Linked DNA regions of Mus musculus: regions 1 and 3 are each linked to region 2. A link is a contact called in public HiChIP or PLAC-seq and promoter capture Hi-C data. All regions are on one chromosome and are shown on one strand. The core of a region is the stretch at or near the end of the contact, and the rest is flanking DNA. Distances in the headings are between cores, read along the strand shown. Region 1 has its middle 6.0 kb from the start of Hjurp. Region 2 holds the start of Snorc (secondary ossification center associated regulator of chondrocyte maturation). Region 3 holds the start of Nppc (natriuretic peptide type C).

Region 1 (3,632 bases), core at 223-2,722, 810 kb before region 2:
GTCAGGTGCATAGACGCACAGAGAGACACACATATTCACATAATTAAAACTAGAAATATGAACATCTTGAAACTTGAAACATTCCCGCGATCCTTTAAAGCATCCGTGAGGGAGAAGCCCTTGGCGTGTGGAAAGCAGCCCTGGCTGCTGAGGTGACAATGACGCCGTCAGTCATGCAGCTCCATTGGGGGTTGCTTCCACGGAAGAGATCCCCTGGCCCAAGAGGATGGAGCCAGGAGACTGGTCCTCGCAGGTGTCCAGAGACCTGCCATCTTGGTCTAAAGCCAACCCTGAGGCAGCTCACTTAGATCTAGAGCCCCCTAGTGGCCTGGCACTGAGTGAGCAGCAGCCCAGTGCCAGTTTCAACCATTCCTCCCCAACCCTCACCCTGAACTCCCAAATAAATGGCTTTTGTTAAATTCAATCTCAGAGACTCACTCTTCCCAGGGAAATCAGCCTAAGATGACAGCACATTTCTAACACAGCATACAGTGGGCCTCCATGTGTACAGGCAAAGATAAGAGAGAGAGTATGCTCATCCCAGAGTGTGAAGGGCTCATCCCAAGCAGGCCATACCCACTTCTGCGGAACTGTGTCAATGTCTGCTTCATGACCGTCATGCCGACTTTTCAGAGATGTTTTCTCTGACCTTCTGCAACCATAAAGATGACAAAGACACTCATGACACTGATCCTGACGGAGCCCTCTCAGCTGTGGCACTGTCCGTTGCTCTGTCCCCTTCAGCCAAGAGGGAAAGGGACATATGCTTACTCCTATGCTCCATGGCCACAAGCTTCAAGGGCTGTGTGTGACTATAGCAGTTAAGACCGTTCTGGATTCCACCCTTCTCACTTCCAGGATGGTAGAATGGTAGACAAGATCCGTGCAGGTGAGTAGTGCTGAGGTCTCATGGTCTGGCACAGCCATGGGCTCACCTCTGAACCTATCAGCTCTATGATCCTCCATAAACAATGGAGCAAAGTCTCCTGCTGCCACCTGCTCTCTGCAGCAATGGGATAGCTCACCCTAGTCGACCAGATGCTGATTTCACAACTGAACTCTCTGTGACCTTATCAGACACGGTGTGACCTCTCCCTATGATGTGCATTCGATTAGAGGCTGAGAAACATCCTAACAGGTATATAACACTCCCCCACCACCACCACATAAATGGGACTCAGAACTGCGTCTCTGTTTTCAACAGATGAGCTCCTCGTGGGAACGCAACCCAAGGGGGGTGATGTGGAAATTTCCTCACCCCGATTCTCAAAGCTGTCTGAAAGGTTCGTAAGAGCCTCACACTCCAGTAAAAAGGAGAGCTGCAACATTCAAGAATCGTACCCTGTTCTGGTCATTTCAAGGTTGTGGCAAAGAAGTGTGATGTTGTCAGACCCCTCTGGGGCAAAGTGGTCCATTAGGCCTTGTGGGTAACACGGTAGGTGTGCAGTAATAGCCGAACAAGGACACAGAAAGCAGGCACTGGAAATGCAAGTGTTCTGTCCTCCAAAAAGCAGAAGGGAAAGTAATTTAGCTGGGGCCCTGTGCCACAGACATTTAAAAATCTTTGCCCTCAGATTTGCATTAATAACCATTCGGTCTCCATTTGCTGTTTTGGAAACTGGAAAGCTAGACCCAAGAGTTATTCTCTGAAATAAGTTAGTAGCTCTTTTGGACCTCAGAAAAGAATGCATTTCAGATGGAAAGTTTAAAAGGTACCTACAGACTCCTCTCTTCCTCCCTGCAAACCGGCTTGACACATGCCTTCCTGTCCATCCCACGACAATCATTGCAGTGTGGCTGAGAATCAGCCTCTCCCTGGTGCCTGTTCTCAAGCCCCATGCCTGCAGAGTTAGGGAGTCAACATTCCTTAGGAACCAGCTTGCTGGTACCAAGCACTGTCTCAATGGTGCGATCTCCATCACTCTACAAAGGCAATAGTATCCCCGTTTTACGAATGGCATCACTGAGACTCAGACACATTGCCCAGAGTAGCCTGGGTTACAGATTGCGGAATTGGGATCTCAACACAAGTCACCTCCCTCCTTTAGTGAGACAATGAAAAGATCAATAGATCCAAAGCCCTTAGCACATTCTACTCAGTGGGCATGTTACTGTTATTACTAAATGGAAGTAAATTGCCTTTGGAGCCACCAGTCAATCCCATCATATTATCCAAGACAAAACATGTAATAAGAGCATCATGAGACTCACTGATAACTCTGAGGGTTGCTCAGAATGGACGCCATGGTTTGCATCTGGAATGTTCTTCAAAAGTCCATATGAAAGGGGTTGGGGACCTTGAGCCCAGGCATAATGACCAGAATCCTACTTAAACTTGCTGCACAATGCTGTAGGTTGGGAGAGCAAACCTAGTCTAAAACTCTCACATTGCGATTCAGCACACAGAGAGTAACCAAGCAGGTAGTTCCATAAGTCGGATAACAATGAAGCATTAAAGCAATCGTGAATAAAGTCAGCGCCAAACGTGAAAGTCAAACCTTGTAAACGTAAGCCTGTAAACAGATCTAGGAGTGGATGCTGCAGAAGCATAAAGCAGGAAGCAGAAAGTACTAGATGATCTAACCTATACAATGAAAGGGAGGGAGCATGGAATTCCAACTCTGACAAATACAGAGTTGCCTGCCTCCTGGCATCTCCCCCCCCCCCCCCTTCCCAGCTTCCCCACACTTCCCTCCTCACCTACCTTCCCCACTCTCCCCTTCCCCCTCCCCCTCCCCCTACTTTCCCCCACTTCCCCCTCTCCCACCTTTCTTTATCCTTCCTCTTTCCCACTCCCCCTACCTTCCCCCCTCCTGCCCTCTTAATGCAGCAACTGACCAGGGAAAAACCTGCACCATCAAGACTAATGACTAACACCACCTTTTCTACATCTTACGTCATAAGGGAAAAAAATCCACTTTGCATAATTCTCATTCTTTTTTTTTAATAACTATAAGGCACACTCCCAGCAGAAAAGAGAATTTCATTCTGAGAAGAAAGATGAGAATCAAATCCTCTATGTTCCATTTTATACTTCTTATAATCGAAGGAACGTTCTATAGTCCAGTTTCAAGGCATGCTCCCCACCTCTCCTCCCCTAAATATTCAGATCAAAAGCAATATGTGTCCCCTTGCTACCCTGAGTGAACTTAGGCAGTGGGTAATAGCGATGTTCCTAGATGACCTTCCTAGAGTGGAGTCACTAACAAAAATATAAATGTACATAGGAATGACTATACTATGCCACACACCCACTTTGGGCAGACTAGATCTCCTCTTGGCCCTATTTTCCTTGGAACTCAAACAGTGGTTATAACTAACCAAAGGCCATCCAATACCTAGTGACAGAACGAAATTACAAGGTAAAGAGTTGGCTGTCTTTGCTGGTCACAGGTAGAACATTTTACTACCAAGATGTTCATGACATTAGGGGTCAAGTCAACACACTACAGAGCAGCCACACAAAGAGAGACTCTGAAATGTAAACCTTACTGTTTTTGTAGAAATTCAATCTTCAGCTACTTTTTCCATTTAAGAATGAGAATGGCCACCAGGCATGGTGGCGCATGCCTTTAAGCTCAGCACTTGGGAGACAGAGGCAGGCAAATTTCTGAGTTTGAGCCAGCCTGGTC
Region 2 (3,540 bases), core at 267-2,766:
TGACCGGGGCTCTGGCTAGAGGCTTAGGTTGGAAGAAACCTAACAGAAACCTGGACAGGAGCCACTAGGAAGGCTCCAGCTGCAGGGTCCTGCCAGGCAACAGCCTCACTGTGGCAGGAAGCGGTGTGGGTCTCAGCTCCAAGTCCTAGGCAATAGAAAATGCCTCCTCCCACTGTAAGTCCTAACTCAGGGGTACTTCAGGCTACATTACCGAGCACAGCTCCCACTCCAGAAGCTGGGTGTGTCCCAACATATGAGAAGAGATGGTTCTCCCCAAAATCCATTCGGGCTTTGAACCCTGCTCACACTCTGAACACTGAGTGTTGACTGGACATTTGGCCATCCTCAGAGCCCTGCATTGAGCCCTGGTGAGGCCTTAGCATCCCACTATGAGGGAGGCAGCGTAGTGGGTGCCACCTTCTACAGATTAGGAAATGGCCAAGAGAGGTATGAGCCAGGCTGGGCAGAGTCAGGTCTTTAGCTATTTCCTGGGGTGTTGAGGGGAGGTAGAACGGCCCACAGACCACCGTCACCATCCTGGGGTGTGGCCGCGAGTTCCGAGGCTATGCTTCTACCACAGAGGTGACTTCTTTCCTTTGTAGACACACAGACACCCCTAAAGTTCAGGCAGCAATGTTGTAAGACAACCAGGGAACCCAGAGGCCTTTCTGCAGACTACTGAACAACTGCGCGAGATTTATTTTCTCATAATCAAAGCCTATCTGTGCCTATGTCCCTGCTCTGAAGCAGACCCAGAGCAGGCCTGCCATGCAGTGTTTTTTTCAGACCCCAGAGAGGCCACCTAGGGCTCAGTCCAGTTTCCTCACTATCCTGCAAAAGACTCTAAGAAATATTTATCTCTATGGGGACAGCACCTAGGTCGTAAGTCAGAAGGAAAGGGTTTGCAGAATTTAAAGGAATCATGAGTCTCTGGGTTTTCTGCCCAGAGGGTCTCTGGCCTTTAGCCCTTTGCCTTATGTCTGATGAGTCCTCCAGCCTCCCAGGTCCAGAAGTCTCCAGGTGTTCTAGCGGCAAAGTATTACCCCAAGAACATCAGACAGCCAAATGTACCAGACCCTGATACCCAAGTCTTTTTCAATGGCCACCCATCCTGCTGCTAACATACATCATCTTACTCGGTTTCTACCAGCCAGCATTGTGGGAGTCTCCCAGAATCACCACAGCTGGGAATCCCACCTTGTGTGAGGGGCTTGTACCCCATAGGTACTGGAGGATCTGGTCCCAGTGGTAGTTATTGGCCCTGAGAAGTTGGTAGCAGCAGAGCTGAGGGCCTGCGCCCCTTACCTGTGAGCACCGCAGGGGCCAGGACCCCAGAGATGAGCAGCAGCGCCACGCGCAGGGCCAGACAAGATGCCATCCTGGCAGGGAGTGAGCAGTCTTATGGGACACAGAGGACTAGGCGGCTGGGCTCAGGCAGCGGGAAAGAGGCTTCAAAGAGCTGGGAAGGGTTTTCATCAATGCAAACTCTGTCCTCCTGGGACACCGTGCCCGCCCCTCACACATGCACGCGCATGCACACACACACACACACACACACACACACACACACAGAGAGAGAGAGAGAGAGAGAGAGAGAGAGAGAGAGAGAGAGAGAGAGAGAGAGAGCGCACTCAGACAGACCTGCAGTCCTGAACTACCAAACAGCCCCACCCTGGAGAGGAGAGGAGAGGAGAGGAGAGGAGAGGAGAGGAGAGGAGAGGAGAGGAGAGGAGAGGAGAGGAGAGGAGAGGAGAGGAGAGGAGAGGAGAGGAGAGGAGAGGAGAGGAGAGGAGAGGAGAGGAGAGAAAAGGGGAGAGAAAGGGAGAGAAGGGGAGGGGAGGGGAGGGGAGGGGAGGGGAGAGAGAGGGTTCCTTTCCTCTCTCTCTGTCTCTGCCCTGCTCCCCTCCTCTTTCTCTTCTCTGTCTCTCTGTCTCTGTCTCTCTGTCTCACTCTCTCTGTCTCTCTCTCTCTCTCTCTCTCTCTCTCTCTCTCTCTCACACACACACACACACACACACACACATATTCCTGGACTAGTGAAAGTACAAACTTTCCCAGCCTCCCAAGACAGGAGCCTCACCCAGGCACAACAAATGCCTTGAGCCACTGTGCTCAGGACTCTGGGAGACCCTGCTCAGGACCCTTCCACTGGCCCTTACTAAAGCTAAGGTTGTGAGGCATTTTCTATTAAAGCCCCTTGGCCAGCCGCTCTAGGCCCCTTCCAGGAAGGTCTCAATGCACAAGTCCTTCTCCCTGGCTCCCTTGTTCTTGTAGGCACTCTCCACTAATCCAGAGACTCAGTTTCACCTTTAAGCCTGGGCTTGGCTCAGAGTTCAGCTCACTACCTTCCCAACAGGTCTGACCAAGCACATTGGCCTCCTCAGCCTCTGCCTACACCCACAGATGGACTTCAACACACGCGCGCACACACACACACACACACACACACACACACACACACACACACAGGTGTGCTCACCCTGCAAGTTCCCCAAGTCTCTTAAGCCCCTGAGGCTCTGCTACTTCATAGTTTTCCAAACAAAAAGGCAAATTCCCTAGCCAGTCTTCCCTCTGCTTTCCTGCTCTCTCCCTATGTTCCAGCTGCTGGCCCCAACAATAGGGCTCCTGCAGGATACTAGCGTGGCTCCTGCCCCAGGGCCTTTGCACTCTATCTTCTTCCCTAGAAAGTAGTAGCTACACTCATCATCATGTTTCTCCAGGTCTGAGCTTGGTCAGTCAGCCTGTGTCCTGTCGTTGGGTCACTTTAAGGTTCTTCACAGCACTTACATTTTTATGAATTTTCATATCGCTCCCCCTTGTGTGTTCATTTTCAGAAGAGAAGCATGCACACGAGGTGCATGAATCAACCTTTCGTTGCTGTGACAAAGTGCCAGAGATGACTTTTTAAAAGAGTTTACTCTGGCTCATGGCTGCAGGTTTTATGGTCCTGGTCAACTTGTCCTGTTGCTTGAGCCTACGGAGAGGCAGAGCATCACAGTGGTGGCAGGGAACAGGGGAGGCTGCGGTTCTCACAGCAGAGGAAGAAAGGCAGGGAGACACACCTGGCTGGGGACAAGACACACTTTGAAAAGCATGCTGAGGTCTACTCCCAACCAGGTTCTGCTTCCTTCAGCTGTGAACCCATCGATGAAACAGCTAAGTCACTAATGAAGTTACCACACACATAATGCAATCTTTTCTCAATAGTGCCACCAGCTGGAGACTATACCTTCAACACACGAGCCTTTTGGGATGACACTTCATATCCAAATCATAAAAAAAAAAAATGTGCAGAAATTTTGTGTACAGGTCAGCGAACTCTTGTATCCATGTACATGTGTGTAATCTCTGCCCCCATCAGCCAAAACCACGCTCGGCATGCCAGCATGGCTCCTCTCAAGCCCACACCCACCGATGGGCATCTTTGCTTCTGGTGCTGGGACATATACTGCCCTAAGAGTGTGTCTCAGAGCATCCGTAGTAATCAGGATGTTTCCAGACTGGGGTTCTTACAAATATAGCTTCCATGTTCTTGCACAT
Region 3 (3,367 bases), core at 159-2,658, 800 kb after region 2:
TCTAGATCTTTCTTTGGGCAATATGCTGACTCAAATCAAACCTCACCTGTGAGTCATTTCCCAAACGAAAGGCTGGAAGGAGCTTGTGGTCCTCATTTGGAGTCTTTGGGTTGCATGCTAGGAAAGGACGAGGAAGTAGACGGCACACTCAGTACACTCTTGCTTCCTCTGTATCCTCCAGAAGCATTGGGTCCTCTAGACCCATGTCCATCCCAGCAGTCTTCCCACTACCCTCTCTTCCCACTTCCCTTTCTCTGTAAGAAGCTAACTGGCTCCTGCTTCTCGTCCTCTCTCCCAGGCTCTTTGCTCCATGAGACCACAGGGACCCTGCCAACATTCATTTCCCTCGCTCAAGCCTGCATCCTGCTCAGGAGAAGGGACACAAACTCTTGCACATCACTCCATTCTTGAAACTACAAGTTCTCTCGTGGCTCTAAATTGCAGAGCTCCCTAGAGTCCGATGGACCAAGATTCCAGGTCAAGGCGAGGAATTGTGTGCAGCAGAAATAAGTGGCCCGGTCCCTATAGCCAGAAGGCAACTACAACCCCAAACTCAATGGCGATGGCCTATTGAGGCTTGGAGCTGGTTAAAACCCAGTACTGCCCATAGTTTCTTAGGGTATTCAGGACACTAAAGTGGACATCTCCACCTTCAGGAAGGGCCAGTACATCACTGAAGGAAAGCTACCTGCCTCCTAACCTCCCAACACACACACACACACACACACACACACACACACACACACACACACACACAAACTCCTGGCTCACACTCGTGGGTTGATGACATCCTCTCACTCGTGGGTATCCGAGACTTACAAGTCTCCTTTGCAGCTACAACATTCAAGCTCTCCCTCCACTTCCCACTGGGATCTACTAACCCCATCCTCTGCCGCCCCCATGTTTGAGCGTGTAGACATGGTCAGCCCTTCCACCCTGGCTAGCGCGTGGCAGCATTTGTGAAGAGTTTGGAAACAGAGCGATCTGTGTAGATTTTGGGCCGCACCAACTTTCAACCTGTGTAACTTTGCATAAAGGACATTTCTTCTAAGCCTTTGCACCTGCAGAAGGAGTACAGACACGTATCAGGAGCAGCAGATACACAGCGCAGGGACGCCTAGAAGCCTGAGTACTAGGGCGAAGCGCATTCTACAAATGGAGTTCTTTTCTGCGCGCCGCTTTGTGGCTTTGAGCGCAGCGAGCCGAGCCGCCGGCTCCTTCGGAGGTGGGATGTGGGTTGGAGCAGAAGAGGGAGCCCCCGTGGCCCCCTCCCGGCCCCCTCCCGGCCCCCTCCGGGCCGTCGATTCGGCCGCGTGCGCTGTGCCATTGGCCCTGGAGGCCCGGTGGGCGGGAAGATGACATCAGCGGCAGGTTGGATTATAAAGGCTCCAGCGGAGCCACGGACTCAGAGCGCACCCAGCCGGCGCCGCACAGCAGTAGGACCTGTGCTCGCTTGGCAATCCTGCTCCGCATCCGCCTATCCGACTGCTCACCGGCAGTCCCGGCTGCAGACCGTCTGCACACCTCGGTCCCATCGGCACCATGCACCTCTCCCAGCTGATCGCCTGCGCCCTGCTGCTCGCGCTACTCTCGCTCCGGCCCTCTGAAGCCAAGCCCGGGACACCACCGAAGGTGGGTGCTGTCGCGGGGACGCTGGGCTTGTGAGGGGCGTGGAAAGATGTGGTGCGCAGGAGGGAGCAGAGAACCCGGAAAGGCAGACCCCCTCGGACTTGCTCCCTCAAAGCGGGGACTTCTCGGGTTCATTTCCCAGCCTCGGGAGAATGTCGACACATGCACACCTCCCGTGCCCCAATGTGCCCAGCATGACCTGCGGCACGGGAAGAGCAATGGGCTCCCCGGAGGAGCAGGCAAGAAGGCTGCGTGGCAGGTGGATGCTGGACTCAGCTGTCCCGCATCGGTGGAGGCACGCTCATGGCTGAGAAGGGCCACGCCACTCTGGGCCCCGTAAAAGTCATCTATGCTACATCGGTGCACTCTTTCACCTGTCCACTCTTTTCTCCGACAGGTCCCGAGAACCCCGCCAGGGGAGGAGCTGGCGGATTCCCAGGCAGCTGGTGGCAATCAGAAAAAGGGTGACAAGACTCCAGGCAGCGGGGGAGCCAATCTCAAGGGAGACCGATCGCGACTGCTCCGGGACCTGCGTGTGGACACCAAGTCCCGGGCTGCTTGGGCCCGCCTTCTGCACGAGCACCCCAACGCGCGCAAATACAAAGGCGGCAACAAGAAGGGCTTGTCCAAAGGCTGCTTTGGCCTCAAGCTGGACCGGATCGGCTCCATGAGCGGTCTGGGATGTTAGTGCAGCTACCCCTGGCGGCGGTAAGTAACACCATCGGACGCTCCCCGCTCGCCTAGCTCTGCACCCAAGAGAGCCAAGCTCTTATCACTGTCCTTCGCAGACTGTTTGGTTTCCTCCCTGATCCCTATGTTCTGTGACCTTCCCCCAACCAATTTAGGCATGGGATCAAGTGTACCCAGACATTTGCCTGCCACCTCACATATCCCATTTTACAGATTTAAAAAACAACAACAACAAAAAAGTGAACACGGGCCAGGTCAGAGACCAGGTTCAGCCTTAGAGTACTCCATCTGGCTTCCTCTAGAAAAATAGAGACAGGCTTATGCAGTCCCAGCCTCCAAACCCACCACTGACCACTGGCCAGCTAGCCAACTGGAAACTTGTTAGAGAGATCCTGGAAAGAGGGAGAGAAAGATGTACCACCAGCCCTGTGCCAGCAGCCAAGCAGTCAAGTGCTAGGATGCCTTTCTGGGGCTGTTGTCCCTCAGGTGAGGCAGGCATGCAGATATGCCTGCCCCCTCCTAGTAGAGAGAACCTCTGTGGCAGCAGCAGGGCACTCTTCTGCCTGGGGCATTCTGAATCTTAGCCCTGCTCTCAACTCAACTGTGGGCAAACTGGTCTATCCAGGGTCCTGATGCTGCTGCCCTGGGGCTTCCGAGATGAACCTTAGGCTGGTGACCCTGTTTCAAGAGAGAGGCAAAGGAACAAGCTAAAGCTTATTTCGTGACCTAACCTCAAACTCAGTGTGTCCACAGTGAGTTCTTTACCAGCCTTGTGGTGCTCTGAACTATTTCTGGCCTCCTTCCCCTCCATGGAGACGGGAAGCCTCCATCTTCCCAGCATCCTCATAAGCTGCTGGGTCCTTCCTGACTTCCTTCTGCTCTCTATCCCTGATGATGTGATGAGACACACTTTACTTAGATAAGTGCTTGACAGTCAGGCTTCTGCTGTTCCTTGGCTTTGCCTCTTGCTCTAGCCCACCCCAGTGGTGAGGAGGCTGCTCTCCCCAACCCAGGAAGATTGACCAGTGGCCATTCTTTTCCCAGTAAG

What was found. Promoter capture Hi-C pulls out the DNA fragments that hold promoters and counts their contacts. HiChIP or PLAC-seq counts read pairs in DNA pulled down with a chosen protein or histone mark.
Region 1: a contact with region 2 is called in an H3K27ac HiChIP or PLAC-seq map of bone marrow-derived dendritic cells, with 6 times the contacts expected there. The contact joins the enhancer-like site here to the promoter of Snorc in region 2. A contact is called at or near these places in 6 of 39 promoter capture datasets (the 3T3-L1 cell line, 3T3-L1-derived adipocytes, the C10 cell line and 3 more), 1 of 484 Hi-C or Micro-C datasets (the HPC-7 cell line) and 2 of 115 datasets of contacts at active chromatin or transcription factors (bone marrow-derived dendritic cells and extraembryonic endoderm stem cells).
Region 3: a promoter capture Hi-C map of embryonic stem cells shows a contact between it and region 2, with 5 times the contacts expected there. The contact joins the promoter of Nppc here to the promoter of Snorc in region 2. A contact is called at or near these places in 7 of 39 promoter capture datasets (embryonic stem cells, hematopoietic stem and progenitor cells, hippocampal neurons and 2 more).

Annotation. Positions count from the first base shown.
Region 1 is chr1:88,281,776-88,285,407 of GRCm38.p6, reverse strand. No RefSeq gene overlaps it. Among named protein-coding and RNA genes, the nearest start is that of Hjurp, 6.0 kb to the right of the region's middle. Within about 2 kb of position 1,472, at least 18 of the 459 cell types and tissues checked have an H3K27ac peak or open chromatin away from gene starts, as enhancers often do. A contact at or near this core is called in bone marrow-derived dendritic cells, where this site is marked.
Region 2 is chr1:87,468,177-87,471,716 of GRCm38.p6, reverse strand. Snorc (secondary ossification center associated regulator of chondrocyte maturation) reads right to left here and starts at 1,516. Exons shown (of 3, transcript NM_028473.2): 1 at 1,306-1,516. The coding sequence starts at 1,378.
Region 3 is chr1:86,668,614-86,671,980 of GRCm38.p6, reverse strand. It overlaps Nppc (natriuretic peptide type C), which reads left to right and starts at 1,408. Exons shown (of 3, transcript NM_010933.5): 1 at 1,408-1,632; 2 at 2,027-2,337. The coding sequence starts at 1,543. The coding sequence ends at 2,317.